Regions from separate parts of the Arachis hypogaea genome. Here region 1 is linked to region 2. A link is a contact called in public Hi-C data. All regions are on one chromosome and are shown on one strand. Each heading gives the region's core, a stretch centred on a gene start, on an enhancer-like site or on the middle of the called end of the contact. The rest is flanking DNA. Distances are from core to core; before and after follow the strand shown.

What was found. Hi-C and Micro-C count contacts between places; a contact is called where the count stands out from the background.
Region 1: a contact with region 2 is called in a Hi-C map of an unstated tissue, with 4 times the contacts expected there. The contact joins the promoter of LOC112759177 here to the promoter of LOC112759156 in region 2. A contact is called at or near these places in 3 of 8 Hi-C or Micro-C datasets (leaf and an unstated tissue).

The regions. Positions count from the first base shown.
Region 1 is chr16:40,908,408-40,912,617 of arahy.Tifrunner.gnm2.J5K5, forward strand. It overlaps LOC112759177 (putative serine/threonine-protein kinase), which reads left to right and starts at 1,295. Exons shown (of 6, transcript XM_072220271.1): 1 at 1,295-1,762; 2 at 1,898-2,031; 3 at 2,333-2,549; 4 at 2,625-2,862; 5 at 2,967-3,114; 6 at 3,321-3,990. The coding sequence starts at 1,702. The coding sequence ends at 3,656.
Region 2 is chr16:40,393,364-40,397,765 of arahy.Tifrunner.gnm2.J5K5, forward strand. It overlaps LOC112759156, which reads right to left and starts at 2,781. Exons shown (of 8, transcript XM_025807977.3): 1 at 2,420-2,781; 2 at 1,292-1,693; 3 at 992-1,154; 4 at 534-816; 5 at 332-404; 6 at 155-245; 7 at 1-58. The coding sequence starts at 2,518.

The sequences.
Region 1 (4,210 bases), core at 45-2,544, 510 kb after region 2:
ATGATGAATCTATATTTGTCTCCTATATCCACCGAATTTTGAAGAAGCTATTATAAATAGAAGCTTCTTTAATGGATAAAGTAATGACAACAAAGTCAAAAAGAGTAGAGTTTGATATATGTTCTAAAATCAGATATGGAGAAAAATGAAAGTGCATATCAGAGAGACCTAGAAGAAGATTGAGAGCAGATATCGTGGCTAATAAACATGTGATGGATAAGAGAACGAAGGCGAATAGCTCTAGAAATAGGAAGAGATCCGCAAAAGAGAAATCAGCAAAAAGAGAAGTTAGACGAGTGCTCACCAGAGAGAAAAAAGAGACTAGTTTTGTGCGAGACCTTAGTAGCGAAAATGAAGAGGTAGAGTCTGAAGATGAAGCTATCAAAACTTGGAGAGTGGGAACTCAATTAAAGTTGACCTGCAGCAATGATGAAACAGAAGTAGCATATCTCATAAAGGAACTAGCTAAAACTAAGAAGATAGATGAGATTTCCATCATAACAAGAATAAGAAAGAGAATAATGGCGAACCGTAAGCAGTAAAGGTGACATCTTTCAAGGACTTTTCTCTCATGTAAAAAGAAGAGATCTTACATAGTAAAATTTTTTATAGGTGGTATCAGATTGCTTAGTTGATATTTTGTAGTGTTTTACTTAGCTATTGCGGCTAATAAGGGTGTAGGAATCTTTAGTAATTTATGTTTAGGGTTATTTGTATATTTGATTGTTTGTTATTTTTTGGATTTGAGTTGTTGTGAACTTCTGTTTGTCGTTTTGTTAGCACGGAATGCTAACATTTTCTTCTTGTTCGGGTCGAGAATCTTACCAACCATAAAAAAAAAAATCATATACTTTAAGGACACATGTTAATATTACAAAATAAGATAATTTTCATTAAAAATATAAAAAATTTAAATTTTTAATATATTTATTTTGTATTCGTTAAATAAAAATATTTAAATTTTTTTACTAGTGGTAAGCTTATCATGTACTTTTAGAATATATATTAGCTAAATCTAAAATTTTTAAATTTGTAATCTTAACATATGTCCTTAAAATAATAATAATAATAATAATACGCCATTGAAAAGATGATCCATATGCCTAATCCAATATCATTAATATTAATATTAGTTTGACTTTCAGAATTTAACTAATGAATGTCCTAAAGTATTTTCAAAGTGAAAGATATAAAAAAAAAAAAGTGATTTTAAGATGTTTATTATATAAAACAATATTTTAAAAAAAAATCAAAATTTCTTTTATATAAGTTACTTGAGTCCAGCAAAAGTCTAATTTTAAATCCGCAGTACTAGAGGAATAGTTTTGGAAGAAGCATCCAAAACAAGGTTTGGTTGCAACGAGCAAGCATTAATTGTTTGCTTAGAAAAATGGAAATTTTAGCTGTGGAAACTGGAAAACTCCGTTGGTCAACGAAATATGAATGATGTATGTATGAATGCTCAACGCTCCAGACAGCTAAGGTTCCACCACTATACGATAATTAGAGAGTGCCGTGTTTCCTTTCTTGTTTTTCTATTATTAGTTTATTACGGACAAAAAATGAGACTACTCTAGTTACCAATATTACTCTTTCAAACATGTTTCCTTCTCACAACACTTATTTTCTCCAAATTAAAATCTTCAATAATCTAACACCAAAACCCGAGATCCTCGGAAGTTGTTCTACTTCTCTGGCGAGATGAAGATTATTCATTCATGTTTTTCTACTTGTTTCTCTGTCAAAGAAGAAACCAAACAAGGTACTATTATCATTATGTATACTTTGTAATTAACCACGTGATTATTAATGTGTTCTTTTATTCCTCTTCTCTTTAATTTCCACGTCTGAATTTCATCCAATTATAGTTGGTTTATTTGTGTGGTTCACCAAACAGAAGAAGAGCGGAATAAGGAAGACGAGAGTGATGAAAGCTTTCGGGTCTTCACTTACAGGGAATTGGCATCAGCCACCCGTGGTTTTCATCCCTCTCACAAAATTGGAGAAGGAGGATTTGGTTCTGTCTACAAGGTTATAACTTATAAACCTCTCACTCTTTTAGTTATGGAACAAATAGACAAAAATATACCAGAGTTTAAGTACACACTAAAATTTATAAATATTAAAATAAATATATAAAATTTATTTTGATGAACAAAAATATACTTCCGAACCAATTACAAATCCACTGACGACATAATATTTTACATGTATTTTGAATTTTGTTTATATCGTACTCTTTTATATGTACTTTTGTGTATTTAATGTCACGTGGAATGGCATGAAATTATGTGTGAGGTGGATCTAGGGGATTGATTGGTTTGTTGTGAAGGGGGGGCTCCGGGATGGGACATTGGTGGCAGTGAAAGTGCTTTCCATAGAGATGGAGTCCATGCGAGGAGAGAGGGAGTTTGTGGCTGAATTGGCTACGCTTGCAAATATCAAGCACCAAAATTTGGTGATTCTTAGAGGGTGCTGTGTAGAAGGAGCAAAAAGATATCTAGTCTATGATTACATGGAGAACAACAACCTTCACCACACTTTCTTAGGTACTTTAACCTAATTTATTGAATTAGAGCTTGTAACGAAGAAAGCCTTGAAATTGTTATTATTATTATTTATAGGTTCGGAGGAAAGTAGGATGAGATTCAATTGGGAAGCAAGGAAGGAAGTGTCCATAGGTGTGGCCTCTGTTCTTGCGTTTCTTCATGAGGAACTTAAGCCTCATATTCTGCATAGAGATATCAAATCAAGCAACATCCTTCTTGATCGAGATTTCACACCAAAGGTCTCGGATTTTGGTCTCGCAAAGCTACTAAGAGATGACAAGTCTTATATCAGCACTCGAGTTGCTGGGACATTGTGAGTGCTACTCATATATATATGTTGATTAAGATGAATATATGTACAAACTAGGAAAGCTATATTTGATCCTTTTGGGTTTTCTCTCAAATCATTTGGCACAGGGGTTATCTTGCTCCAGAGTATGCTAGTTCCGGACAAGTGTCGCGAAAATCAGATGTTTACAGCTTTGGAGTGCTACTCTTAGAAATTATTAGTGGAAGACCCGTGGTTGGTGCTTATGAAGACATGGAACGTTTCATAGTAGAGAAGGTATGAAAGTTGTAACATTTCACCATTTACACATCTTTGGACATAATTAGGATTAGGAACGTAAATAACTTGTCATGTTATAAAAAGGATAAATTACTTAATTTGTCCTGACGTTTTCGATCTGTTTTAAATTTATCACTAGACATTAACTTCATCTAAAATATTAGAACAAAATTAAAAACGTTTTAAACATGTATGTGTTTTAGGCTTGGGCAGCATATGGAGAGAATGATCTATTAAAAATGGTTGATCCAGTGCTAGATATGAACTATCCTGGGGAGGAGGCGAAACGATTCCTCATGGTGGGTTTGCTTTGCGTTCAAGAAACTGCAAAGATTAGACCGCGGATGCCAGAGGTTGTAGACATGTTGAAGAACAAAAAGGACATGGAATGTGTACAGATTTCGAAACCAGGTTTTGTTGAGGATCTAAGGAACATTAGAATCAGGCAGGAAGTAATGCACTCATCGGAAGAATCAAGTTCTGGTGGAGCAACATTTGCAAGTAGTTCATCATTGACTACTTCTACTCTTGCCCGTTAAAAACTTTGCAATTCATTGCTTGAGGTTAAATTGTAGAGTTGGATCACACCAAATTCTTAGTCAAAGTCTTTGCGATCTCCTTTCTCGGTTTGTTTTTTCTTTGCATTTAATTCTATTTATTCAATCATTATTTTGTTGAAGAGTTGGGTGCAGAGTCACATTGCCCTTGCCCACTGGGAAGTCCTTTGTGGAGCTGCTTCTCCGTGGTCACAACCCACAATGGTGGGTCACTCCTTTTTATGGTCAAATCTTTAATGTAAATTAGGTCATAACCTAAAGAAAATGACAATTTGGTGTAACACTTGAGCCTAACCTATTTTATTTCCATTTTCAATTGTTTTTATTTTACTTATTATTCGTTATCAAATTGTTTTATTTTTTGGTTTCCGTGTCAAACCAAGTGGTTACTTATTGAGTTAAAGTCAAATTTGAGATTATTTGTTGTTTGAAAAATGTTATGTGCATTATATTTTTCTATAAAAATAATTGAAAATCTTAACTCATTTTTCTAGTTATATTTTCAATTTTTAAATAAATATATGTTTTGATATTTT
Region 2 (4,402 bases), core at 1,531-4,030:
GCAAGAAACACCATAACAAATTGGGCAATCGCATAAAGCCAGACATGTTTTCTCCTCGCTAAGAACAAAATTGTAGGAATCAGTTTAATAATACCAAAGGCAGGATTCGAAGTTCACAGCATAGGCTAATAGTGGAAGAAAAAGAGAGACTTACCCATTGTTGTTGATGTCATGCTTGCAAGAAGGCCTAATATACAAGAAAATGGGAGAGATATTGCAATGGCACCAGACCCCATATTTGAAACCTGTCCAATGAATAATGGTATCTCATCATTAAGATTACATTTTGGACCAAAGGGAATTATCCAAGTCGTCCAGTAGTTGTACTTACAAGAAGCTGCTCAACAAAACAGAAGTAAGCCATCATGTTGATAACCACAAGAATTGGAACAGTTTCCCAAACCCTGAGAAAATTCTATGCATTAGTTCTGTTGTACCATGTTGGCAAACAACATTTAAGGTTATGTTTGGTATGTGTTTCAAACAAAGAAAATGCGAGATAGGAGATGAAAGGAAGAAATATTTCCTCTTGCCTGTATTGCTGACCTTGGCTACTTATCAAGAAGTTTGGTGAATGAGTACTCGCAATTCGTAAAAGAGTGACAGGTAGGTTCTGAACTTGTTCCTTGCACACATCACATGTTCTGTTACCTTTGATCCTGAACCATTTAACCGCGCATTCTTGGTGCGCCAATGCTAGTTCCCCTTTGCAGCTGCACTCCATTTTAAGGGTATCAGAACCTTCTCCAAGTTCAATCAAACATATTCTACACACAGCTTCTTCTTCAGGAATGTCCTCTCCATCCTCATTCTCAACTAAACCAGAATAAACACATACACACACAATGTGGTTATTATTCGAATGTCCTAGTAAAGATAACTTGTGCTTGGAGATCTTCGAATTACTAACTTAAATCTTAAGGGTCTCCTGCATTAACTAGTGATCATATGCGTTCTGTTAAAGTGATACAAACATGAAGAAGGAAGTCACCAGTAATGTCAGGTGAAGATTTCATAGATGTTGTGGCAGCGCTACCAGCTAACCGTGGCGTAGTAGGAACTATGCGCAGCATCACACCTACTGATGTGTTCCCATCTTTGTTAAGTGCAGGAACTGACCGCGAACGATGGATCGATGATTGCTGTCCTTTTCTCTGTAAAATGAGGAAAGTATGAACCATTTGGTAACAAAATGTTTAAATCATGGTTATTGAGAGAGCAGCTCATTTCAAAATTGTGATCAAAGCATGCTAACTATGAAAATTCTACAGAAAATTGGATCGCTGCTAACCACATATGTTGTCATATTGGTTGTGTTTCCTCCAATTGGTGTCACGGGTAAAGATGACATCTTCTTCCCTCTAGGTGTGATCAACTTTGTAAGAGATAATGTCCTCGAAATCATAGGCTTTTTCGGCACCTCTGTGGAAGAACCTTCAAGTGCTAGAATGGAAGCCTTTTCAGTGTTCCCTAACTTAAAGCTAAGTTTGGGAATAAGGGCCTTAATATTTGATTTATTTTTTGGTTGTAACTCATTGATACTGGAGAAAGCAGGACTTGTAGAAGGCATGTTAATTCTCAAGAATTCCTCTCTTGCTTCATCAAGATTTCTTGCAGGTATCTCCAACATAAGATTTTGCCTTCTTCCATGTTGTCTACTAGGTAGTTCAGTTATTTCACTTGATTCTACACCCTATACATGAAGAATCATACATAGCCTTTGTTAAGCTTCAGATGCAAATGTCTCTCATACATGTGTTTCAGATGGAGCATTACCAATTCAATTATGAAGATTTACACCAATGACGGTTACCCTTTTTCTCATGGAATGCATATGCCTTATGCATGTGATGTTTTACCACAAAATTATGTCATGAACACAATCTAATTTCATGTAACTTTTAAATATGCCACTGAGTGTATAGGACAGCCATAGAATCCATAATCGTCTTTTGAGTTATTTTTGTCAGCATCAGATTTTTTCAGGTACCATTTTAATAGTTTAAAAATAAAAGTATAGAAGTTTCCAGTAATGTAGTTTTGGAATTTAACCAGCACCAATCAATAGGCATCCAATGAAACAAAAGGAAAACTATACAAGTTTTTCAATAGTGTAGTTTAGGAATCTAATCAGCCTAGTTAGTACTAATAGTTACATGCACTATGAGTATGCTTTGATGCTCATGGATAATTGGAATCTTTTAAGCGTTCAAATTCCAATACTCAGCTACAGCTAAAGTTCCTATTGGTCAGAAACAGGGGGAAGATATGATCAATGACAAAAGGTATCAACCAAGAACAAAACACAGTTCCCCATATGAATTCTATTGGAGATATATAAGTTGCCGAAAGTAGAAACAGTTAGCTGTAAACTTTAAGAAAAATAGAAAAATGAACAAATAAATAAATGAAAATTTACCTTATGAATTGCAGTGTGAGCTACGGTAGCAGTGGTAGTGATACCATCAACTTGTTCTTTGTGCATTGGAAAGTCTTGTTCTTGTTGCTGAGTTGCCATAGCTGAAGTGAAGGAATTCAGTGGAGAACACAAAGAAGCTCAAAGCAACACAACTATTCAAGTATCATATGAACAATGGAAATTCAGACAAGTCTTAGTAATGTGTTTTGAGGGAATGAATGTTGATGCAGATCGTGGAAGTTGGAAAGAGAGAGAGAGATGAAGAGAATATGGAATTAGAAATGGTTGGAGACAAGTGGCAACTAAGATTGAAGCAGACATTTTCAACTTTTTTTTTTTTAATTTCTGGTGTTAAACATTTTAAAGTTTGATGCCTCAAAGTCAAAAAGTTAAAAAAAAAAAAAAGAATCACTCACAATAACTAACTAATTATTATTCCTTCATATCCTTCAAGCATTTTGGCAAGAGAAGTGCTTTAACAACTAACAATTCTTTGTATATTATTATTGTATCGATTTTCTTTGACTCCATTCAATTGTATTTTTGGTGGAATTTGTATTTGAATGTTTTTTAGTTAATTCTTCGTTAAATTACACAAAAACTCCTTACAAATAATAAATTTTTTAAAAAAAGATAATTAAGAAGAGATTTTATTTTTTCCTATAAATTTGTATTTTTTTTATACATGTAGTATATATAATCATTAAATGGAAAGTGACAATTTAAGCTCATTTCTTTTATATTGTAATAAATTGTGTGATATGCTTCGTTATTTTTGTGTAAGTGAGTTTTACGTTGCTATGGACAATTTTCACCTTTTGAAAGACACAAAATGTCAATATTTTTTAATTCTTTAAATACAAAATGATGCCTGCGTTTTGATTAAAAAAATAAAAACAAAGTTTGATTCACAAAATGGCACTGCCCCAATATTTTAATTTTTTCTAATTAAAAAATTTAAAGCGCCGTTGATGTTTTGATATTCGGCATGTTTTTAAAATATAATCTGGTCAAAACACCATTAACGCGTTGCAGAAAAATAAAAAAGTCGACAACATTTTGTAAAAATACCAGCAACATTTTGTGCTAGTAGGAATTAAAAAATATAAAATCAACTATAAAATAAGTGTTGTGTTGTCTTGTGGTGAAACGCAGAAGTGGAGTTGTTCTTCATTTTGAGAGCTTTATTCTGCATTTGAAGTGAAAAATTTTGGAGTTGTTCTTCCTTTTAAGAGTTTTATTCTGTATATGAAGTGAAAAACTTTGAGTGAGTGTGATGAGTATAGAATGGAAGGTTATGTTAGTTTAAAAATATATTACAATGGTCAGATTTTACCTAATATATATGAGGATGTGAGTTTTTTATATGAGAATCTATCTGTTATTATTGTTTAAAAGTGTACTTTTTCAAAATATAGCTCATCAAGTGTTGAAGATAGTGACAAATATTGTATAGGTAGTTTGTGCTAGTATTTGATGGTTTTGTTTAATTTCAAATAATACATGTGGTTGATGAAGCTAGTAAGTAAGAAATATTTTCTACCTACCATTAAACTAGAGAACAAGCCTCATTATTGAGTTGTATGTTGAGTTCGAAAAAATCCATGATGTTGATTTTTCAAAACCCAATATAGATTGGATAGGTTATAATAGTAAAAGCGATGAAGAGTTTGAAGTGTTATGATATGGATGCCCATCGTTAAATTGGCCATGACCCTTTCAACCATTCAATGAAACTTGGGAAGCACAAGTCTTCAAAGAATGAGCGGCATAAGAGCAACTTCAATAGGATATTTTTTGGGTATTAGTTTTGACTTTTACGGTAACTAAACTGATTTGAAATTAAAACTTGCATTGAATACAATCTTTGAAATGATATTAGTATCAGTAAAAAAATATCATATCATTTTAAAGAAAAACTAGTAAAATGTTACCATTTGTATATCTATTAAATCCATTAACCGAACATTGTAATATTGTTAT